2 separate regions of the Anas platyrhynchos genome follow, and region 2 is linked to region 1. Evidence: chromatin contacts called from public Hi-C data. All regions are on one chromosome and are shown on one strand. Each heading gives the region's core, a stretch centred on a gene start, on an enhancer-like site or on the middle of the called end of the contact. The rest is flanking DNA. Distances are from core to core; before and after follow the strand shown.

Region 1 (7,657 bases), core at 3,225-5,724:
GGCAAGTGACATTCAACCAGAGTAGACTCACATTTTTCCATCAATTTTTTATTGTGCATATTATGCCTTCTAGCTGCAAAATGACATTTAAAGTATGAGAAAATAAATATCTCATGAATAATGTGTTAAAAATACTGCAATTTTGTAGAACAATGCAAATCCACACAGTTTCAGCTATAGACTCTCCTAATGTTCAATGAATGCAATAAAGTCTTCAGCACCATTGATTATGTTGATAATCTGCTGATGGAATTTGTATCAGACGTAATCAGATTCATTAGACCTCATTATCAGGAGGAACTTTGAAATTTAAGATATATTTGTGTTACAGAGAGACCTGAATTACCAGTCAGTATTGGCAGTTCACTTGGCTAGGCTTATCTTGACTAATCCTGGGTAAACCCATCTAGTCTAAATTCCTGGCTAAGCTTATTCCAGTACAGTCTAGATATACTCCTTCAGGCCAAACTAAACTATTACCAGAATTTATAGTAAAAGAAATTAAAAAAAAATAATACATGAAATTACAATAAAAATCAATATTAAAAAAAACATGATTTGATGTACATGCGAGACAGAAAGATGTCCTGTGCGTGTGTTTTATTGAGTATGAGATGTGTGCATTTGTTTTGAGCACGTTTTTAGTGGAGAAAGATTATGTACTCCTGTCTTGGCAGCAAACATGGAAGGAGAGTTACAGAAATTGTGCAAACTGTGTGAAGTTTTTTTTACATGTCAATTTGGTTGTGCAGTAAAAATAATTATAGGACTCACTTCCAGGAATGGCAGGCGCAGAGTAGGAGTTCCTGTATTTGCAGCGTGGCAAATGAAATGTCTTTTGGGATTCATGACTGCAGAATAAAGTCTTGAAAGATAAAGACGGCTTTTGTTGAGAATGTTATTCTTGCATTTTTGAAAGTATTTCCCTTAAGGAACATAGATGTGAACTAATCGCCTATATTTTGGGCAATGTGGCTTCTCAGAATTACTGCATATGTCAGTGTGGCTAACAGCCTACAGACTTTTCAGACTAATTTGGTCTGAACCTGTGAGTCTGTTTACACTGGAGACAGCAATGGTCACTGAACACATGTGGACCCCATCTTATTAGGGGGCTTTGTGAACACTTAATATACCACTGTCTGGAAGTAATAAAACTCCAGCATCCAGAATTGTGTGGGAGGCCATGAAGACTTTAGTGGCAGGTGTGCAAGTTCAGACACCTCTGTGTACATATCTGTGAAATACTTGGCCAGAAAGTATTTTCAGTAATCCAGCTGCTTTGTGCTTGTTCCCAAGCAGAGGGCTCTGTGAGCTATTTGTGCTAACGTCAGCATTTCACATTAGAAACAAAAGTAGATTTCTGTTAGATAGAGGTGAGCTCTTACCCTGCGTCTTCAAGTAGTATTTTCTAGTGTTGTTTTGATCTCTGATTAAATATCAGTGAAATACTTGCCAAGTAATCTGTCTTGGGTGTTCATTACCTGAGTTAGGATTATAAAGGTGCTAGAGTTCTCTCTTGCTTTCCATGCTGAAATTGTGCCAAGCATTTTCCCCTGAACAGATGAAGTGTAATGCTGGTTGTTCTGTTTGCTATCAGTGCAAACTCTGAAAGGAAAGATAAAATCTGGATTAATTTGTCTGCAGTTAGAACTTGCTTGCATCCTGGCACTTCAAAGGCTGATGTAGGAAGTGGCTGATGTACAATGGTGACTGGTTTGTTAGTACATGCCAGCTGAATCTGTCACGTGCAATGAATAAACTTCTCAGATTCTTGCTCTGTCATTAGCTTCTGGTAACTTGTGTTAATTTCTAACATAAAGGAAAAGAGTGAAAGAAGACTGAGGTGAAACCTTGGAAGTTTTCAATTGACATTTGCGTGTTTGTAGTAAGACTGCTGCAGCTACCGTCTGTGCAATTTTTAGTCTATGCTGTAAAGCGAACAGGGAATCTTATTGCTTTCCACAGCATGAGATGTATCAGTAAACCAGGCTTAATCATCACCATGCAGCCATCCAGCCCCTTTTTAACCCAGCACAGAGTGTACCTGTCCAAGCCATGGGCTGCCAGCTTCTCCAGGAGAATACTGTGGGAGACTGTGTCAAAAGCCTTGCTGAAGTCTAGGCAGACTGACAACTTTTCCCTCATCCACCAGGTGAGTCAGCTGGTCATAGAAGGAGATGAGTTTGGTCAAGCAGGACTTGCCTTTCATGAACCCACGCTGACTGGGCCTGATCCCCTGGTGGTCCCACATACATTGTGTGATTGCATTCAAGGTGACCTGTTCCATCACCTCTCCTGGCACTGAGGTCAGGCTGACAGGCCTGTAGTTCCCCAGGTCCCCCTTACGACCCTTCTTATAGATGGGCATCACATTAGCAAGTCTCCAGTCATCTGGGACCTCTCCAAGACCACTGATAGACATTGGAAAGCAGCCCAGCCATCTGCCAACTCCCTCAGCACCCTCAGGTGGATCTCATCTGGCCCCATGGACAGGTGGAGCAGCAGGTCTTTAACTGTTTCCACCTGAACTGTGTGTGAGGTTTCTTCTGCTTCTTGTCCCAGACTTTCAGGTTGGGTGGCTGAGTATCCCAAGGATGAGTGCTCTGGCTAGTAAAGACAGACGCAAAGAAGGCATTAAGAACCTCAGCCCTCTCCTTATCCTTTGTAGTCATGTTCCCCCCGTGTCCAGTAACGGATGGAGATTCTCCTTAGCCTTCCTCTTGCCATTAGTAGACTTATAAAAACATTTTTTGCTATCCTTAACCATAGTGGTTAAGCATTTATGTAATGACAGGCCAGTGTAAGGAGTATAGAGGGGAACATAGCTAATGTGATGAGTAGAGGGTGTATTAGGGGACAAAAATCTGTAGGAAAGCAGGCTTCTTCAGTTCTGCCTCATGGAGAACAAGCTGTTGTTTAGCAGAGGACAGAGATCCTGCACTGATGCAAAGCCTCAGTTACAGTTTAGCTTTTATCTTTCAGCAACAGAATATAATGTGTCAAGATTCTTTCAACATTTGGATAGTGGATATGAACAAAAAAGAGACCATTATCTACACTATCTGTCAAAACTGAAGAATGCTCTGTGCTAGCTTGCCAAATGCAGGATTTGTTCACTGGAGGATTATCTATTTGTTTAGTCCAAAAGGGAAAATGATCTAATTTCTTTGGTTCAGTTTGTTTATTGTGACAAGTTATTGGAGGCTGATTACGACCTCTCAGCAAGTAAAGCAAAGCTACTTTTTGCTTGTTTTACTTTTCAAGTCTGCAAATTAAATAGTTTTAAGATGTAGTAATTTGACTGACAGAAGGAGGAGTCTCTGTTCTTGTGCTGAATTTTGCTTTGAGAGTAATGTTTTGCGACAGTGGCTGGAGAGTGATTTCACAGCATAACCATCTTGTTTTAGATTTATGGGAGAGAGGGCAACAATAGAGCGTGGTAGGAATGTTCTGGGGGATTAAATTCATCTGATTCAGTCAGATGTAGGAAAATGGACAGACCGCACCCTGAATTATTGTGTTAAGTTTTGGTCACCTTGCTACAAAAAGAATAATGAGTTGCTTGAATGTGTGTAGAGAAGAGCGATGAAGCTGGTGAAGGGACTAGAAAACAAGACTTCTGAGGAGCGGCTGAGGGAACTGGGGCTGTTTAGTGGGAGAAGAGGAGGCCGAGGAGAGACCTTACCTCTCTCTACAACTCCCTGTGATAGGATGCTAGCAAGAAGCTCAAGCATTGGAATGGGCTGCCTAGGGAAGTGGAGGAATCTCCATCCCTACAGGTATTTAAGGGATGTGTGGATGTGGCATGTTGGACATGATGGATATACTCGGTGCTCTTTTCCAACCTAAATGATTCCCTGGTTCTATGAAATATCCAAGAAGGAGGGGACCCTGACACAGCAAATGTTCAACTTCACATGCTGGGCAATATTCAGCAAAGTGATGGGCCAGCTTCAGCCCCGAGGTCTGCAGACTACCACAAAAGCAGACTGTCAGGAGTGATCATCACCCCAAAGCTGGAGCTTCCAGCTTCCAGAGGTGATTTCCTGGCAAAGCCTCATGTCAGCATCAGCACCACCATGCCGTGGGTTGTGGCTCAGCACAAAAAACTCCTGGGCCTCGCAGAGAGGACACAGACCTTCAGACATAACACTTTGAGGAGATCTTATTGTTACCCTTCACCTGCAAGTCTTGGTGACTTAGTTTGGAAATATTTCAAATGAGGTTTGAAACTCATTTTGTCCCCCAGTTAATGGACTGCATGGATTGAAATAGGGTCACTTGAGGAGCCTGGTTTGGAGAGACTCTTCATGTCTGGCTCATTTTTCAGCTCTTCCTAGCCAGCACCAGCTTGCTACTGCCTCTCCCTTACCCCAGGTCAGTGTAAAGATGCGTTTGCTGAGCTGTATTAGAGGAAACCGGGAAGCAGGCAGCAGTGGGAAGAGGATCCGTGGGGCTGGAGGCAGCTTGCCCCCTGGCGGCCGCGGGAGCCAGACGGCTCTGTGCAGAGCAGACCTCCCGATCTCTGCAGGGCCAGCGGCTTCCTGAGCTGCCTCGGGGATCGGGCTGGTTCTGCAGGTGTCCTGGCCACCAGACCTGGAGGGATGGCCACATAAAAGCTCCTTCTCTAAGCGCTTGCCGGAGGGCACTCAGTTTGCTGCCTACAAAGCAACGTGCGCAGTAGCACGATCGTCCTCAGACTTGAACCATCAGGTGTCAGCCTTGCTCTGTCTCACAGGCTTTCAGTCCTGCATTATACCAGCTGGCTTCCTCTTACAAGCTCCCCCTCTCTGCTCTGTCATAGGCACAAAACAGTCAGATTCTCCCAGTTAAGTCCACGGAAACATCATCTTCCAGCAGAGTGAACAAATAAAGGGGTGGATGGACAAGGCAGGAAGGGACAGAACTGCTTTGTGCATGCTGGAGTGTGCTGCTCTCTTTTATGAGCAGATACGGTATATAGGAATGCTGTGCTTTCCTTCTGCTTCCTTTTCAAGTCAGAGGGAAGGGCAATAAGGGCGAGTCCCTCCCAGAGCTCAGTTGTGCACTGGAGGTTACATACACCTTGTGTTCATGTATGCAAGCTCTGTTCACCCTACAGCTCCTCCCTTCCTTGTGAATTGGTTCTTCAGCCACCCTGAATTTGTTTTGCCATGTCCTTCTGTCAAAAAGAAAGATGTTTCCATAAGCCTTATTTGTTATGTTTTAATGTTAGTCCTGACATTCTTTACCTAAATCCAAAGAACGTGCATTGATGCCCTTTACAAATCTAAAGGAAAATTACTTATCTTGGATCTTAAATGTTTAATTGCATCTGATTAAATAAAGCCTTCTTAAAATAGGCCCCAAAAGGAAAAGATCCAATTGTCAGCCTGTTAAATACTAAAGAAAAACAAATCACTGAGGAAATGAATGGGTACCAGTCAATGGTGTTACTGTTGCTTAGGGACTGATAGTAAGAAAAGTGGCATGTGTCCAGGAGAGGCCCGGAGCAAAGAGAGGAAACCTCTGTCTCACATTCGGAAAGAGGAAAGGCAGCGCAGAAACTGATTTATATGTGCAAGTGAAATTTAAGTGACAAGTGTGTATACACTTTATAGTTCGAAGACTATTCATGAAATAATATGAAAGAAAGTGGAGAAGAAGGTAACTATGATGACAAGAAACAACTCAAAACACTGCTGTTTTTTTTCTCTAGCTCCCTGAAGACTGCAGGTCTTTGTTTTCAGTGCATGAGCTACTGTTTGGCAGGTTTCCTGAACCACTTTGTCTATTCACTTCTTGCTAATGTGAAAGTGCCCAGACTCCCTGGAAAGGGAGCTTTGTTGGAAACCTTTCATTATCAAGGATTAGCTGTTTGGTAAACCTGTGTCCCCTTTAATAGTCTGCCGGGAAGTGCTGGCTAATGAAGGGCTCATTGTGGTGATGCTGTGAGTGTGGGACTTGAATCCATTTTATTGCTCAGATTTCAAGCCAGGATTTTTAGTGCTCCAAAGGACTAAAGGGAAACTGAGTCCTACCCTTTGGTTCTGCCACAAATTTGTTGAAAAATCTGCTTTCCTTTCCCAGTATTCTTGCTGAGTTTGTGGTCTAAACACTTTACATAGCAGGAATTTTACTTACTATATGTTGATATGTTAAAATTATTCATATAGACTTAAAAAGTGTCGTGTCAATGACTGGAGACAGCTTGCTTGAAACATTTCCATATAACACCAACAAAATAATTGAAATAATAAAAGCCATTAAGTATAAGCCATTCAATCATAAAGTAGTTGTAAAGCTCTTGGCAGAACCAAGTTTGAACATCCTCATTCCACCTCCAGTCAGGTAGAACACATGGCAGGCAAGTGTAGGTTTTACTTCTTCCCTGGTAAACTTCCATGTTTGTTTTAAATCTCAAGAGATCTAAAGTTACCAAAGGCGTTGGTTTGTTTGTTTAATCACAGTAATTTACTAGAAGTCCATTCTATGTGAAAAAAATACTTAAATACAACTTAGATCGTGAAGAAGTAGTGTTGCAGACCAGTCTGTGACATTAAACACTGTTCTTTTGTCTCAGTAATAAATCTCTCTTACTGAAACTCCAAAGCCACAGTTACATTACACCAGCTAAACAATCCACTCCTATGAATGTGTATGTGGATTTGTTTTGTATGTGTATGTATCGAATTTCACAAATTCGATATTCTTGGCCACTATCCAACTGTCTGTCACACTATCCTTCTTAAACGTGCAGTCAGAATCATGATTACCCCAAATCAGACTGCAGAGGAGACACACGGTGCAGTGAAGGCCCATCAGGACCACCTGAGGTCAGCTGAAAGGCACTGTTGGATCCCAGTGAGGGGCTGTGACGGGCTGCAGTGACCCAGAGGAATTGATGCATACTAAAAATGCAAGTCAGTGCAGTTGCACATGAGCCAGAGAGTCTGAATTTCCAGCCATGATCTTAGGTTATTCATGCTTAATGTATGGGAAGAGGCAGTGTCTGAGAGGAGCAAGAGTTCGTAAAAAAGCCTAATTATGGAGTCCTGACACATGCTCTCACGTGGGAGAGTCTGCACATGGATCAGTGCTCATTGCTGTGACTATTCAGCAGAGGCATCGGCATCAGATTTATATGTTTTTGCTGCACTGTGTTACCATTAAGTTGAGAGGTGATGGATGGAGACCCCATGGGACCGATGGTCTCGCTGTTTATCTGTAGTTGATTCCTTGCATAGATAGGAACTTCTGAATTTAACCAAACCTTCCTCTGTGTCAGTGGAGAAACAGAGGTCAGTATGGAAACATTTGGAATGAAAAGGCTAATTTACATTCATTCCCATGCCACATGAAGGAAGCTGTGTGAGCTCACGATTTATCGTAATCCTCGCAGTAGGCGTGTGCCTCCTTCTGGGTTGCATGGAGTGCAGTGAGGCTGCCTGGAGGCTGCGAGTCCAGCGAGCCTCCTGTGCTGGGCACTGTGTAAGATCTGACAGGTGGACTAGATGATCTTGGAGGTCTTCTCCAACCTTAATGATGCTAGGATTGGTGCTCAGAGGGTGCCTTCGCAGGGCGGCTGGTTCCTAGGGCTGTGCACAGCACCGTGCCGAGTGGCCAGGGCTGCACAACTGTGTGGCTGATGCTGTGCAGGAGTTTTCCACCCACC
Region 2 (7,657 bases), core at 3,312-5,811, 46 kb after region 1:
AACTGCCGTGCTTGGTACCAGAAATGTAAACTAACAGGAAGCACTGATAAAAGAGCTGTATCTGAAATCCCTCTTTCTTGCACTTTGAAGTTGAAGACAACAGTGGGGTAATGTGATGTTTGAACTATCATTTTTGCATTACTCCTTGAAGCATTTGGATTTTACAGTCAGAAACAAGACAGTGACAACCTGGCTGCCAGAGGGAAACAATCAGTGTTAGGTGGTATCCCATATATCAGCTGACTGTGTCCTCTGAGTAGAACTGTTAGTTTTGTCCTTCTGTAGCCCTTTTCCTTGCACCATTATGGTTGTAAGGGATATCCTGGAGATATTTTAGGGCAGGATATCAGAGCTTTGCAGCAAGGTGTTCTCAGTTTGTCCCTTCTTTTTACAGCCAACTCAGTATGTTCATTTGGGCTGGGGTGTGAAGTGAGGGAGCACGAGGATTGAAGAGTGGGCATATGACCCAATACAATGGGTTTTTATCTGATGGTGACGTGATCAGTAACAACAAAATTCAACAAAATTTAACAGTTTCAGTATTGCCTTAATAGTAAATATTGGACGGGGAATGACCATTGACGTTGCTGCAAAGAGCTTCACTTTGATTAAGTAAAGTTACCAGGGCGTATGGAAGTCATCTGCAGACTGCAGCAACTGAAGCATCGTGGTCTGTGCTTGCAAAGGGAGCAGATTTCCAATAAAAAAGTATTGCAGAAGTATGTAGGAAAACTGAATATTTAGTGTTAGAGAAGTGTCTGACCTTTCAACAAAGGACAGGCTGGACTCCGTATATAATCTTACAGGGTGTTTGTGTTTAAAATATACAGTTGAGAAGACAGGCAAATGCTGCCTTTCTACTTCATAAATAAGGTAAAAACAGATAGAGCAGGACAAGTGCATTAATAACACCATGGCATAGCTCTACTTCTAGCTCTCTGTGCACTTCTGTATAGCAAAGCCACCATGTATTAAACTTCATGAGCATGCCACTTCTGCCAGTCCATGCAGTAGGCAGAAATCCTGCCTGAAATCCTGACGGAACAAGCTCCTGTATGGCAGCTGTCTAGTCCATGGTTAATCAAATTAATAATCATCACCATGATGACGATCAGAACTTGATTTGCAACAGAGCACTAGGCTAAAATTTTGGGACTGATCTCAGAGTTTAGAGAAGCAGTGAAAAGGACAAAAAGAGAATAGTTTGGAGGTGAGACAGGAGGCCCTGGCTTTAGCTGCCCTGGTTTGACTCCAGAGGGGGAGGTACTGTTACACTACCTTCCCGGTGAGACATGGGGGCAGTTTGAGACAGGCTTGTGAGCCTGTTCCTGAGAAAAGTATTGAGAGGTTTGTTTGGACTTTTAATTAACTGTGCAAGAAAAAGGATGACCGACAAATAAATAAATAAATAGATTAAAATGGAGTGACAAAACGTGCTGGCTTTGGCTTCAGAGGAGTTCTTTGGGTTGTGAGTGTGTAGTTTGTCTTGGAGCTCCGAACTCCCTCAGGATCCCTGAGGAAGTGTTTCTGTTACTTTATGACTTATTCCTGCCACCCACAGCCATACCACTGGTACAACGGACCTAGTGCAAGAAAGAGCAAGGTTTCATTTGGCTATGAACACGTTGTTTCAGACTTTTCTCTAATAATAGAGAAAATTCCTTTTTACTGATAGAAGTTGGGAGACTAAGGACTATGTTGACTGCTCAGGATTGCTTATAATGGAAGACCCACAAAATAAGTGAATCCATCAGAGAAATTGAAGAAGTGTGTTCTGGAGTGCTGTTGTATAATCCTGAGTGTTTTTACATGCTGTATTTTTATTTATACTGTGCTTTAAAGGATTATTGCCCTGTGTTGATTTTGAACTTCAGGCGCAATGCTTTTCACCTGAAGTTGAATGTTTGCGCAAGTGAAATTCTGCCAAACCACTTGTGACTTGTGCAGTCACTCCAAAGCTGTTTCCCTCCTGCCAAGACCTGTTCTGTGCCTTCTAGTATGTCAGAAAATCCAACCTTTTCACTTTTGGAATGAGCCAAGGTTCAGAGGGAGAGTTTTTAACTTTTGTTAAAACAGCCATGTATTTGGGGAAAAAACAGATACTCAACCCCTCTGGTGGAGGAGGTCTGGCTGCAGCTTTCCTTTGGCATCTGTCTGTTCTCCAGGGTGCGATAATGTGCATGGGGATCTCCCATTTGAGAGCAGTGGGACTGCAGGGGGTATGCATGTGCCCTGAAAGGAGAGCTGTGTGGCATCTGTTTGGGGCAAGCTGACTGACTACCTAGCTTGGACCCTTCTTGGGATCTGAGTTAGTATCCCCATGCAATGCTACTGTTCTGCAGATACAGCAGCCTGTTCAGGGCCTCCTAATCTGATGTTAGACTGTATGGGGTAGATGTATTCCCTGTGAAGAGCTCCTCTAGAGATCTTTTTGACATCTCTTTTGCAGGGAAGTATTACAGTCCTGTCCCGTAAGGTTTGTAGATTTGTCAGCAGATACATGAGGTTACTGACTTCCTCTGTCTGGTCTCCTTGGCCAGCCAAGTGAAGTTTTTTGCCATTTGGGATGACTGTTCCCTTGTGCCACACTTCCAGCGTAAGCCTTTCTGTGCATAGACGAAGATCCTACCTGCTTGGGCAGTGGGGTACAGAGCTTTGGTTTTGCTCTCTGGAATCTACTGTGGGCTTCTCAAAAACATGCTTTGGCCAGGGCTTTCAGAGTAGTTTATTCTTCTATTTATGTGTATGGGTATGTGTGTGTACTTCTGATTGGTACTGTTCTAAAACTGACAAAACCTAATCCTCAATAGTTGAGGCAGAAAAGGCAGAACAGAAAAAGTTCAGGTACCTGAATTACCTGACTGCTTTGCAGGCTGGGAGCCCTAATGTCTCTGTACGAGCCTTCCAGGCCTCCCAGTTGCAATGCAAAGCTGACACTCAGTATTCACACACTGTGGGATTACTTGCCCACAAAAGAAGCTTGTCTTCCTAGGGATGGCAGCTGAGCATGGACTGACAGGTAACTTGCTTCTCTGCAGAAGGGGAGCAAGAAAGCCCAAGATGTCCTAGTACGAGACAGGCCAGGGATAAAGAAAATAGGGGAGTTTGGGGTGATCAGGTCAGACTAGGTCCAGAGAGCTTAGACTAGCTGCAAGGCTAAAAGGAAGCTGTGGGAGTGGAGGATACAGAAAGGCTTGAATACTTGTCATGTTCGAGGCTAGCTTCCTTCAGAGTATTTTCTCATACCCTAAAGAGCTGCTCTGCCTGTATGGGTGGAAGTCTTGTTTTAGAAAGCGTGTTCTTTCCACTGGAAAAGAAAGAAATAACAGGTTGAAATTCCACAATAGCCTAAGGAAGCAGGCTTTCCACAGGCTGAGGCTCAGCTTCACTGAGAGCAACAAGTCAGAGTAAGCTGCTCTTAAGTTTTCCCACCCATCAGCATGCTTTGCCAGGCAGGAGTGGAGGAGTCCTTGTGTTCCACAGCTTTGGTAGAGACCCCAGCCTAGGCACATCTGAGTTTTTGGATAGAGTGGGACATTTAATGACTGACTGCACCCTTGAGACCTGCCTGACCTAACTGAGCTCTTGTTCAGCCACTCAGTTTCTTTGTGGTTTATGTTGTTAATTTTGTTTAATCTCCAGCGTGATGGATGATGGCTCCCAAGCATGAATTGTCTTCCCTCTGACAGACAAGTGAAGAGTAAGTGTACTCTGCTGTGCAGTGCTGGAGGAAAACAATGAAAACCAGCAACACCAACCCTTTGATGAGCCCCACTATTTTAATAGCAGAAACAGAATTGTACTCCCCTGTGTTGCTCTCCATGCTCCAGACACTGCTTACTTTGCCTTAATCAGTTTTGCAAACTTTCTGGACAGGCAGTGCTAATAAAGGAAGGACTAGCAGATTCAATGGAAGTACTCTCAAATAACAGGAGGTTGTCAGGAATGAAAGTCAGGCTTGATCTGAGCAGTGCATGGGAGATACAAATTCTTTTCATATTAAATGTTGGCTTTTTGTTGTAGAGCTTAGGTAGGGATGAGGAGATCTCTTGGGAGGGCAAGTAGCATGCATCATGCTAGGCCTGGCAGGATTTCCAAAGGTTTAGATTCCACTTTTATAAAGTTCAAATGTATATCCAGATGCTTGTCCAAACAGCCTGAACTTTGTATGTCTGAATTGTTGGGCTGGAGTAGTGCAACATAGTTGAACATGGGAGTGAGATTTTTGGTATTTCTTTGGCTAGCTATACCAAAGCGGGGAGCCACATATCCCTGGAAACTGCACTCAGTGCACTCAGTGCATATTCCTCTGGTTTCCTTCAGACCATCTGGGAAAGGAGTTTTTAAAAGATTACGAATGTGGGTTATTAAAAAGTGAGGGGACTTTTTTTTTTTTTTTTTTTTTTTTTTTTTTCCTGTACTACACAGCTCTAGGACAAGTGAGTGTATCTTTACTGTGCCAGAAAAATCCAGTTCTCAACTTCTGCCTGTCATAAGTCAGCTATGCAGATAGATGACCGAAGATGAAAGACTGTAGCTTCTGAGAGGAGAGTGTTATAGCTGGGCTCCACCTGCTGCCGACTGGGACTCTCTGCACTGGGCTGCTGCTACCAGCCACAGCCATGGGCAGAGATAGAACAGAAACACCAGTGACTTGTGGTCACAGCTTTCTTTTTATCTAGTCTCTTGTGCAAAAAATAAAATAAAACCAGAAAGGACAGTTGGGTTCTTCCCGTCCCCAAGCTTTAAATTTCACTCGTGTTGTTGATGTAAATGCACAGCAGTTTCTAATGTTCAGTTGTGATCTGTAGCTGTTGCAATTTGTACATAGTGCAGTACCTGCTCCAGGAAACTGCCTGAGCTTTGGTCAGTCATCTGAATTAAATCTTTGAGGTTTCTCCCTCTGAGCATGGAAAGATTAGTAAAGCTGAGTTCTGTGTATTTTGCAGTAGCAGACAGTGCCTTTCATTATTGCTCTTAAGTAACTTTGTCTAAATAGTGCTGTAGTTAATTATGTTTCCTTCAGTAAGTACTCGTAGTATATGTGATACTGCACAAGAAACAGAAAAAGAGGAAAACAAGGAAAAATTCATAATTCTTGTGCTAGTGTGCTTTTGTCAAAAAGGGAAACTGTCCTTAAATGTTCACTAGTATTGACACATTGAATAGTTTTAGGGAACTGGATGATTTGACATTTGCTGCTTGGATTACCGTCCAGGCTTTCTACCTCTTTGTGTGTGATGATCTTTCCACTTTTTTTCTTATCAATTCTTTTTCTGCCATTTCTGAGTAGAGTATCATGACTCAGGCTGGATTACGAGAGTCTGGACGCTGTGCAAACTAGATTGATATACTGAGCAACAAATACTGTTTAAAGCCACTAAGTGGCAGCATAAGCATTTTAGTTCCCCCCCTCCCTTGTTCAGTTTTCTTTATGACACTACACTGTGCTTTTAATCATAGCAGAACAATTAATAGTAGCAGACTGTGCTGTATACATAGCAGGTGCTGCCTGGATTGCCCGTACACTGCTCAGGACTGAAACATTTTCAAGGCACCCACGCTTGCTCTTCCTGTTTTAGGACTTGTTTGGGCAGCCATTTCTGCTTCAGTGCAGTGCTAGGTTGCTTTTTTTCATGGCTACTAGTGAATGGGATGAAATGCTCACACTTACTTCCTTGAGACAGACTTGGGCTTTGAATCCAGCTGTTAACAAAGGACAAGTTAACACATTAACTCTGAAGTACACAACATCCTCATACACTGTTTTTGAGGAGTGTTCCCAAAACAGAACAGTTCCACTGTTCCCAAAACAGAATAAATAGAATATATGCAAAGGAGGAAAGGTAGGACATGTCTATCAATGTCAGTGACTTGCAATCTTTAAGAGTAGTGAGTATCCCATTTTCATGGTCTTTTGTACCAACCAACTAAGCACATTCCAATTTTGAGAATTAGAATTTGGGAGGCATAATGGGAAACCATTAATGGTCTTGTTCTCTTACTGCTTTCTGTGCCCAGTCCTGTTTTTTTCTGCTTTTGAAAGTATGAGCTGTGTGTTCCTAGTTCAAGGACTTTTTCTCTGCCACATATGCTATCGTAGTGCTTTCTAGAGCTAGTCTCTGCAGTGACCAGGTGCCACTGTGGAAGCATCCACTGGAGCTGAGGAAAGACTCAAGATGCCTGAGGAGAGTTCTCAGCGTGAAGCTGATGCCTCCCAGCCCTAAGTTTTACACATTATTTTGTGCTGAGAATCTTTTCTTTCTTTTCTCTCTTGATGTTTCAGCATATCCTCTTTAGACCTTCTCATTATCTTGTTAAGCCTTTCTGCATTGAGACAGGTAATCTTACTGATCCACCTTCCCAAGTGAAATAGAGACTCTGTTCCAGCCTGAACACCACAGTACCCTGCTGGCAATGGTGGTGCAGCTGACCAAACAACTGCACATCAAAAGGAATTCAGTTTTCTTTCCTGCTGTATGAATCTTTAATTTCAATATCTGACTTTTGACCAATACCATTTATTTTATACATCCCAAACTGATGAAATATTCCAAATTCAAGTGGCTTAATAAGGTTGTTTTTGTTGCCTGGGTAGATGACTATGGGCAATTCATTATTATTTTTAACAAATCGTAGTTGACACTGGGATTGCTTCTTGTCCTTTTGACCAGCAAAGCTCTATGTCTATACGTTTTGAGAGCATGCCAATGTAATTTTCTTACCTAAGGAAGCCTAGCTTTTAGAAGTCTACCCTGGCATAAAGAAGTTTTGTAAACAGCTTTGCAATAAACATGGTGGGAGTTTATTAAATACGGAAATGACAAGCTGTCGCTGTATTGGCATATAATCTCAATTTTTTGATGTTTCCAAAGCTCTAGTCAAACAGCTGTGGATGCATACCTGATATCTAGTGACTGACGTAGGTCAGATTTTTTGGAGCAGGACAGTAGGGTTTGGTAGTGACTGAAGCTCTGGGTACTGCTTAGTAAGTTTCCATTTGTTTCCATTTGTTTTATTGCTTAAGCTGCAGAATCATGCAGTAAAATACGGCAACCATAAGCTGATATTTCTGATTCAACCTGGTTTTGGCTCTATTGTGCAAACATGTTGTGATCCTCAATGATCATGCAATTAAGTGTTACCTTCTCCATGGGATATCTGCCTCTGCCTGTACCTAGAATGGACCCCACAGGCAGAATTATAAATGTGTGGATGGTTTGTGTTAAAAGTCACAGAGAATTTGTCATTTGTTTAGGGTTGTGGGAAGCTCTGCATTTTATCCTGTGTTGGCATCACATACATCACAACATTATCACCGTAAAACTCTTATAGACCAGAGCATTTCTGAGGTTATAGGGATATGGGATGAAGAACTTGTAAGGAAAAAGATTATTTTTTGTTGGGTCAAAATATATACTTGGGGGAAAAAGGACAAAAAAGTCTCCCTTCTTTTCTAGCTTGAAGAAATGAGATTGTTTAATTCTTCCCTCACTGTTTTAGTGTGTTGTCAAGGGCAGGAGATGATCCTTCTTAAAGCAGAAACCCAAACAGGAGATACCTTTACTGGTGGTGTGATGCTGACCACAGTATTTAAGGATAGATCTGCTTGTCCTGTTCATTTTCTCCTCCTTATGAATCTCCTATTGACTGTCGG

What was found. A called contact is a pair of places that touch in the nucleus more often than the background predicts.
Region 2: a Hi-C map of subcutaneous adipose tissue shows a contact between it and region 1, with 2.9 times the contacts expected there. The contact joins two enhancer-like sites. A contact is called at or near these places in 2 of 8 Hi-C or Micro-C datasets (F5 follicle and subcutaneous adipose tissue).

What each region holds. Positions count from the first base shown.
Region 1 is chr9:14,109,382-14,117,038 of IASCAAS_PekinDuck_T2T, forward strand. The region is part of intron 2 of ARHGEF4 (Rho guanine nucleotide exchange factor 4); the gene reads left to right. Among named protein-coding and RNA genes, the nearest start is that of ARHGEF4, 21 kb to the left of the region's middle. Within about 2 kb of position 4,475, at least 4 of the 8 cell types and tissues checked have an H3K27ac peak or open chromatin away from gene starts, as enhancers often do. A contact at or near this core is called in subcutaneous adipose tissue, where this site is marked.
Region 2 is chr9:14,154,865-14,162,521 of IASCAAS_PekinDuck_T2T, forward strand. All of the region lies in intron 3 of ARHGEF4 (Rho guanine nucleotide exchange factor 4), which reads left to right. Among named protein-coding and RNA genes, the nearest start is that of ARHGEF4, 66 kb to the left of the region's middle. Within about 2 kb of position 4,562, at least 1 of the 8 cell types and tissues checked has an H3K27ac peak or open chromatin away from gene starts, as enhancers often do. A contact at or near this core is called in subcutaneous adipose tissue, where this site is marked.